2 separate regions of the Canis lupus genome follow, and region 1 is linked to region 2. The links are chromatin contacts, called in public Hi-C maps. All regions are on one chromosome and are shown on one strand. Each heading gives the region's core, a stretch centred on a gene start, on an enhancer-like site or on the middle of the called end of the contact. The rest is flanking DNA. Distances are from core to core; before and after follow the strand shown.

Region 1 (3,977 bases), core at 142-2,641, 100 kb after region 2:
TGTTGCAGCATCCCATCCAGGATACACCTTACATTTAGTCATCATTTTTCCTTAGATTCCTCATGGGTCTGACAGTTTGGAGGAGTCCTGAATAGGCATTTTTAAAATGTCCCTTAATTGGGATTTGTCTAATGTTTTTTTCTCATAATTAGACTGGGGTGATGGGTTTTGGAACGAAGACTACAAACGAGGGTGCCATTTTTATCATGTCAAGAATGTAATCAACATGACTTAGCCTTAATGATGTTGATCTTGATGACCGGAGATAGTGTTTGTTTCTCCGCTGTAAAGTTACTTTTGCCTCTCCTTTCTATACTATACTCTTTGGAAGGAAGTTACTATGCTCAGACCATTGCCTCGAGGGAGGGTATCTATATAAACAATTCAGAATTGTTCTGAGTGGGAGACTTAACCTATTCCGTCAACTCAGTGAATCCTACTCTACCATTTTTTCTTATGCCTGTTGGACAGGTGTGAAACTGTGGCAGGAAGAGATGACGTCGAAGAAAGGATTGGTAACAATTCACACCAGTTCTGAGTTTATTAGATGTGGTTGAGAAAAGGTGGATGCTGCCTTTATACTAGCAGAGGAGAAAACCGTAAGAGAATAAAATGCCCCCCCCCCTCCCCCCCGCCAAGTGATTAATTACCCTTAGAGAGCCAGGGAGGTTTGTTGCAAAGTGCAGGGAGAGAGTGCAGTGGTAATAAATTATAAGTGTGAACTTTAGTATAGGTATAGGAAATGCAATTACAGAAAGGACAACAAAATTTAGGAATTTGGGGAAAACAGCATCATTGAACTTAAACATTCCAGCATCTCCTGGATACAAAACCATCTCCTACCTCCTAAACCTCAAACTTGGTGTGTATTTACCGTGTTGTCATTGAATTCCAACCTGGTTGGGGGCATATCATACAAATGTTTATCTTTTTTTTTAATCTCCAAAATTAAGGAGCCCCCCCCCCCAAAAAAAATGAGCATGATTGACTACTTCTCTGGGTGCCTACCTTGGGGCCATTTTTTTCTCATATTCTTCATTTTCCTTTCTCTCCACAGAACTCTATCCGGCACAACCTGTCACTGCACAGTCGGTTCATGCGAGTCCAGAATGAGGGGACTGGCAAGAGCTCTTGGTGGATCATCAACCCTGATGGGGGAAAGAGCGGGAAGGCACCCCGGCGGCGGGCTGTCTCCATGGACAACAGCAACAAGTATACCAAGAGCCGTGGCCGTGCAGCCAAGAAGAAGGCAGCCCTGCAGACAGCCCCTGAGTCAGCAGATGACAGTCCCTCCCAGCTCTCCAAGTGGCCCGGCAGCCCCACGTCACGCAGCAGCGATGAGCTGGATGCATGGACGGACTTCCGCTCGCGCACCAATTCTAATGCCAGCACTGTCAGTGGCCGCCTGTCACCCATCTTGGCAAGCACGGAGTTGGATGACGTCCAGGATGATGACGCACCACTCTCCCCCATGCTCTACAGCAGCTCAGCTAGCCTCTCACCCTCTGTGAGTAAGCCATGCACTGTGGAGCTACCACGGCTGACCGACATGGCAGGCACCATGAATCTGAATGATGGGCTCTCTGACAACCTCATGGATGACCTGCTGGATAACATCACACTCCCATCGTCCCAGCCATCGCCCACTGGAGGGCTCATGCAGCGGAGCTCTAGCTTCCCATATACCACCAAGGGCTCCGGCCTGGGTTCTCCAACTAGCTCCTTTAACAGCACGGTGTTCGGACCCTCGTCTCTGAATTCCCTGCGCCAGTCTCCCATGCAGACCATCCAAGAGAACAAGCCAGCTACCTTCTCTTCCATGTCACACTATGGCAACCAGACACTCCAGGACCTGCTCACTTCAGACTCACTCAGCCACAGCGATGTCATGATGACCCAGTCGGACCCCTTGATGTCTCAGGCCAGCACCGCTGTGTCCGCCCAGAACTCCCGCCGGAACGTGATGCTTCGAAATGACCCAATGATGTCTTTTGCCGCCCAGCCTAACCAGGGGAGTTTGGTCAATCAGAACTTGCTCCACCACCAGCACCAAACCCAGGGTGCTCTCGGTGGCAGCCGTGCCTTGTCGAATTCTGTCAGCAACATGGGCTTGAGCGACTCCAGCAGCCTTGGGTCGGTTAAACACCAGCAACAGTCTCCTGTCAGCCAGTCTATGCAAACCCTCTCGGACTCTCTCTCAGGCTCCTCCTTGTACTCAACTAGTGCAAACCTTCCCGTCATGGGCCATGAGAAGTTCCCCAGCGACTTGGACCTGGACATGTTCAATGGGAGCTTGGAATGTGACATGGAGTCCATTATCCGTAGCGAACTCATGGATGCTGATGGGTTGGATTTTAATTTTGATTCCCTCATCTCCACACAGAATGTTGTTGGTTTGAACGTGGGGAACTTCACTGGTGCTAAGCAGGCCTCATCTCAGAGCTGGGTGCCAGGCTGAAGGATCACTGAGGAAAGGGGAAGTGGGCAAAGCAGGTCAGTGCCCAGTGCTATGGCATTTAATAACAAAGTGGGGGTGATGGGGGGAGGTTGACTTTTATTTACTTTGAACTTTCCTCCACATTGAGAAATAGAGGACCATGGAGCAGTGGTACACAGAAATGTGGCTCCCAACCATTTCATCTCCAAGTCAAACGGGGCCATCAAGTGCCCCTCCCCACAATTTGCTGACAGCTCAGGAATTTTACTGCCAGTAAAAAGAACATACACACATTCAGAGATTTTATTCTTCTTTGTATCCAGTCACCCTTGCTTATCCATGACACAGGTCTCCCTACTGGATGTATGGATGAGGATGGATGGAAGGGGAGGGAGGGGTCCTTAAGTCACACAAACTTCAAGGTTAAGGACCCAGCCAGAGAACATTCTCAGACCCTCAGGTCCAACACTGCCATTGTTGATCTTCGACGTTGTGGTTTCTTCATCTTTTTTTCAGTAAAGTAATAATTCATAGGTACTTTAATTTAACTGTAGAAAATATATTCTGACTCTTTCATACATGAGTATTTCCACCGAAGGTGAGATCTGTTAGATTCTTCACCATAGTCCTAATCATCTTTATTGATTAAGTGTTCAGCATTTAAGCATTTAAAATAGCAAAGGATTTGAGTTGAAAACAGTTTTTATGTGAGAAGGAGAGCATGTGCTCATGTGCTTCTCGTTCCCTGAAGTACAAGTGATAGCAGGTTCCAAACAGTGACATGGATTGGGAGCAGAGATTTTTTTTTTTTTAATTGTGGCATTTTAATACTGTTGGAACCTGAAAGATCATACAACATGATGTGGTAAGAGAAACATTTTATTGGAATCGGAAATCAAGGGTTCAGTTCCACTGCTACTACTTTCTGGCTAGAAATTATCAGGAGAGAATAATTGCCCCCTTGTTCCTTCACAGGATTATTATGAGAATCAAATGCCCTGAAGTATGTGAAAGTACTTTGTAAAACTGCAGTGGGCTGAAATATGTATAGTGTAATTAGGTAAACATACTGACTGACAGATGAGTAAGCAGGGAGCCCAAGAGGGTTAAGTAGTTTATCAAACGTCACACAGCTGGACCTAGAATCCATATTTCTTGAATGGCTTGAACTGTGGTAGTTTTTCCTAATTTTCTCAGGGTGGAAAAAAAATAGGAAGTGCTCTGAACTGGAGCTAGTGTCACAGAAAATACACCGGCTTGCCCTGAAACTCTCCTTAAGAAGTAAGATGAGCACTGGGGTATTTTGTGGACAGGTTTGTACCCCTAGACCCTACCCATGTTCAAGGGCTGTGTTCTGTACCCCAGCTCCTCTTTTAAAAACATCTCAGCAAGCCGTTTACACCCTTCTTTAAATGGTGTAAAAGGGAAATGGGATTCAAAGCCTTTCAGACCTGAGCCTTGTTTAACCCTCTGCCCCGGTGAAGGAATTACAAGGGTCTCCTATGGTGAGCTCAGCACAGCTCACTGGGTAGTTGTCGAA
Region 2 (4,219 bases), core at 656-3,155:
GCAGAGCCGCGCGCACGGACGCGCCCGCCGGGGACCCCCCGGTGCCAGGCGCCCTGCCCCGAGGCTCGGTGGCCACGCGTCGGCGCCGGCCGGGCGTCCGGGGCTCCGCCGCCCGCTCCCTCTCCGGGGCCCAGCGCCGCGCTTTGTTGTCGTTGAGGCTCCCGGGAGGGAGGAGGAGGAGGAGGAGGAGGAGGAGGAGGAGCCCGGCGGCGGGGGCTGCGGGAGCCCGCCTGGTCCCGGCCCGCCGCGCGCTCCCCGACACCCACGCCCGCAGCCCCGCGGAGCCCGGCCGCGCAGGCGCGCGCGAGCACACGGCCACACACACACACACACACACACACACGCACGCACGCACGCACCCAGCACACCCGGCCCGCCGCCCAGCCCTCCCCCTGGGCGGGGACCCGCCCGCCGTCAGCCTAGGTTGAGGCACCCTGCGTGTGTCTATAACTTTGTGCTGCTGCCGCGGCCGCCCAGCTCGTGCAGGGGAGGAGGAGGAGGAGGAGGAATGTGCCAGGCGGCGGCGCGCAGGCTGACAGGCGGGTCCTCGGGCGGGCTGCGGCGGCGGCGGCCGGAGCGCCTCTCGGTGGCCGGGGTTGCGCGCCCCCTCCTCGCCGCGCCCCGGGCCCGCGCGGAGTCGTGCGTCCTCCCCCCTCGTCCCTGAAGGGAAGCAACCGAGGTAGGCGCCGGAGCTGTGCAGCGGGGCGGTCGCCTTCCCGGTGACTCCGGATCTGCTTCCGAGCCGGGCCAGGCGCTTCCCTTTTCCCTCCCCGTGACTCGGTGTGCGCGCCCCCCTTTCCCTCCCGCTGCTGTTTTTAAAGGACTTGAGTGAAGGGGGGAAAACTGTCAAGATGGCAGCAGCGGGAGCAAGGAGGTGATGAACGTGCGGGTCCGGGTTTTCTGGCAGCCCGGGAGACTTGGCGCTTCCTGACCTGTTGGAAGATTTACGTTCCGACTCGCCCCCTCCCCCTGCCCTTTCCCGGGAAGGGGGGTGGGTGGGGGGGTGCGGGGTCCAACGCCCGCCCGCAAACCGAAGCACACAAAACCCCAAAGTGGTCGTTCCCGCTTGGCTCGACCCTTTGCAAACACCCGCCGAGCTGCTTGCCCCCCGCCCCGCCCCGCCCCTACCCCCACCCCCGATCCTCCCCTCCTCGCTTCCCGTCTGGTCTTTTTTTTTTTTTTTTCTTTTCTGGAAGTGACAAGAGCCCGTCCGCGCCCGGACCCACGTTCGTCCTCCTGGCCCCGCGCCGCCCCCCGGAGCCCGGGCCCCTGGCCCCTGGGCGCGGAGAGCGGAGTCCACGGGGGCGCGGGGGCGGCGGGCGCGGGGCGCGGGGCGCGGGGCGGAGCGGAAGGCGCCGCGGGAAGCACCCGCGCGGGGCCCGAGCGAAACATAAACAAACGCACGCCCGCCCCGGCTCCGACCGCGGCTCGGCTGCGCCAGCCCCGGCCGCTGCCCGCTTTAAAGGCGCGGCCCGCGCCCCTCCCCCGCCCCGCCCCTCCCCCTCCTCCCCGCCCCGCCACCTCGCCCGGGAGAGACCTGCCGAGCCGGCGGCCCCGCGCGAGCGCGTCCATTCGCTCCCGGCTCCCCGCGGCCTGGCAGGGGGCGGTGTCTGCTGCGCCAGGTCCGCGGGACGCACGTCTCCAGGTCTGCCTGTCTCCGGGAGGCGGCGGCGGCGGCGGCGGCGGCGGCGGCGGGCGCGGGGTGGCCGAGGGCTGGGCTGCCGCGCGGGTAACCAACTCTCTCCTCCGTGCTTCCCCAGGCGGCGGCAGGAGCGGCAGCGGCTCCCGGGAGCCCGAGCCTCCGCGGCGCCCCCGGGCCTCCCCCGCCGCACCCCGCCCCGGCGCGAGAGCGGAGCGCGAGAGCCCGAGAGCCCGAGAGCCCGAGAGCCCGAGCCGCGGGCGGGCGGGCGGGCGGGGAAGATGGCAGAGGCGCCGGCCTCCCCGGGCCCGCTCTCCCCGCTCGAAGTGGAGCTGGACCCCGAGTTCGAGCCCCAGAGCCGGCCGCGCTCCTGTACGTGGCCCCTGCAGAGGCCGGAGCTGCAGGGGAGCCCGGCCAAGCCCTCGGGGGAGACGGCCGCCGACTCGATGATCCCCGAAGAGGACGACGACGACGACGACGAGGACGGCGGTAGGGCCGGCTCGGCCATGGCGCTCGGCGGCGGCGGGGGCGGCGCGCTGGGCTCCGGGCTGCTCCTCGAAGACGCGGCCCGGCTGCGGGCTCCCGGGGGGCAGGACCCCGGGGCCGCGCCGGGCCCCGCGGCGGGCGCGCCGAGCGGGGGGACCCAGGCGCCGCCGCAGCCTCCGCAGGCGCTGGCCCCGCCGCAGCCGGGGGCGGCCGGGGGCTCGGGGCAGCCGAGGAAGTGCTCGTCGCGGCGCAACGCCTGGGGCAACCTGTCCTACGCCGACCTCATCACTCGCGCCATCGAGAGCTCGCCCGACAAACGGCTCACTCTGTCCCAGATCTACGAGTGGATGGTGCGCTGCGTGCCCTACTTCAAGGATAAGGGCGACAGCAACAGCTCGGCGGGGTGGAAGGTGCGTACCCACCCCGGGCGGGCGGCCGGACCCGCCGGGCCTCCTGCGCAGGGCGACGCGCGCCTGCATCCCGCGGAGCGCGCCCGCGGGCGCCGGGAGAGGGGTTGGCAGCGAGCGCCTCCGCTGTGAGGTTTCGGGGGAACCCGTGCGACCCCCCTCCCCTCCCCTCCCCTCCCCTCCCCTCCCCGGAGGAGGGGAACCTGGGGTCGGCCGCGGAGGGTGGGGCGGGAAAGGAGGCGCCCCCCCACCCCGGGGAGGCCTCGGGCATGGCCAGGTGAGGAGGAGGAGGAGGAGGAGGAGGAGGAGGAGGAGAGGGGGCAAGGGATGCCGGCGAGGGAAGGACCGGCGGACGGCAGAGCCTTTGCTGGATCCCCGGGACGGCACGGAGGAGGTAGGTCTGCGGCCAACTTCGAAGCAGGAATCACCGTCGTGGGGATGCGGGGAAGGCCCCGCGGGTGCAGTGAGAGGACGTGGGGGAGTGCTTGGGGCTCCTCCGGGGAAGGGGATGGATTTGTGCTTTGCAGTGCATGGTCGTCGTCGTTAGAGCTGCATGAGAAAAAAAAAACCCCTTGCGTCGAAGTTTCTGGCTTGTGGGTGTTGGTTCCCGCAGGCACAGCGATCCCATTAAAAAAAGCAGTGGTTGCAAACCTTTTTTTTTTTTTTTTTTTTTTTCCCCTGGCTGCCTTTCTTTTTCTTTCTTTCTTTTGGTTGCCTGTGTGGACACCTTTACTCCTTAGAGATGTTTCTGCAGTAAATCTGTCCCCCCCCCCCCGCCCCCCAACTTGGGATGTTTCGAGTCCCGGAGCGGGCCAGCCCTGCCACCTGAAGGACTGGCCACACCTGCTGCTCCCGCCGAGGCCTGGACTCCGGCGCTGTTTGAGGCCCGGTCCAGGTGTGGAGGGCTGAGGCCTGGAGCTTCACCTAGGCCTTTGGGAGGGAGGTGTGGTGGCGGGGCTGGGTCATAATGGCTTCTGCCTATAAATGAGCCAGAAGAGAGGCTCTCTACTGTTCCTTTTCAGCCTCTCGGGGCACTGGACACGTGGTAGGAGAGAGGTGTGGAAAGGCCTATGATGTAATGACTTCCTGCAGTTGGGCATCCAAACAGATTAACTCCTGTGCCCCTGCTGGGCTGCTGATACCCAGCTGCTTTGCTCTTCCTGGCACCTCATCCTCCTGGCCTCTTTCCCCAAGACGTGAATGTGTCAGTACCAGGCAGAAGGGTGCTTGCAGTTGGAGATACATATGGCTTATCAGTTGCTTCTCTTTGCAAGTTAGCTTTTTTTTTTTTTAATTAATGAGGTAGTTCCTTCCTCATTTTGTCCTTTCCTTACTGTCTTTGGGGAGCCCTGTATCTTCTTGGGTTCCAGTAGGTGTATTCAGTAAGAATAGTTTAATCTTGGTGGAGCACTGGAGAGGAACCTATATGTGAAAAAACTAAAGAATTTTGTGTATTGTCTTCATTTCCTTAAAAAAAAAAAACCCAAAACAAAACCCTTACAAAGTATCTGTTTTTTTTTTTTTTTAATTTCATATTGGCTAGTATTGGAGAGGACTTGCTGAGATACTTTAAAAGCAAAACTGTGCTTTAAAATTATTCCACATATCTGTCCCCTTTCCTTTAACAAATGCTGACATTATGAATCTTACATTTGCTCTAATTTTACAGCTTTGCAAAGGAATGCCA

The links. A called contact is a pair of places that touch in the nucleus more often than the background predicts.
Region 1: a contact with region 2 is called in a Hi-C map of skin fibroblasts, with 2.7 times the contacts expected there. The contact joins the enhancer-like site here to the promoter of FOXO3 in region 2. A contact is called at or near these places in 2 of 9 Hi-C or Micro-C datasets (liver and skin fibroblasts).

The regions. Positions count from the first base shown.
Region 1 is chr12:66,003,335-66,007,311 of UU_Cfam_GSD_1.0, forward strand. It overlaps FOXO3 (forkhead box protein O3), which reads left to right. Exons shown (of 3, transcript XM_038554880.1): 2 at 1,058-2,493. The coding sequence ends at 2,458. Among named protein-coding and RNA genes, the nearest start is that of FOXO3, 100 kb to the left of the region's middle. Within about 2 kb of position 1,392, at least 6 of the 20 cell types and tissues checked have an H3K27ac peak or open chromatin away from gene starts, as enhancers often do.
Region 2 is chr12:65,900,318-65,904,536 of UU_Cfam_GSD_1.0, forward strand. It overlaps FOXO3 (forkhead box protein O3), which reads left to right and starts at 1,906. Exons shown (of 3, transcript XM_038554880.1): 1 at 1,906-2,535. The coding sequence starts at 1,921.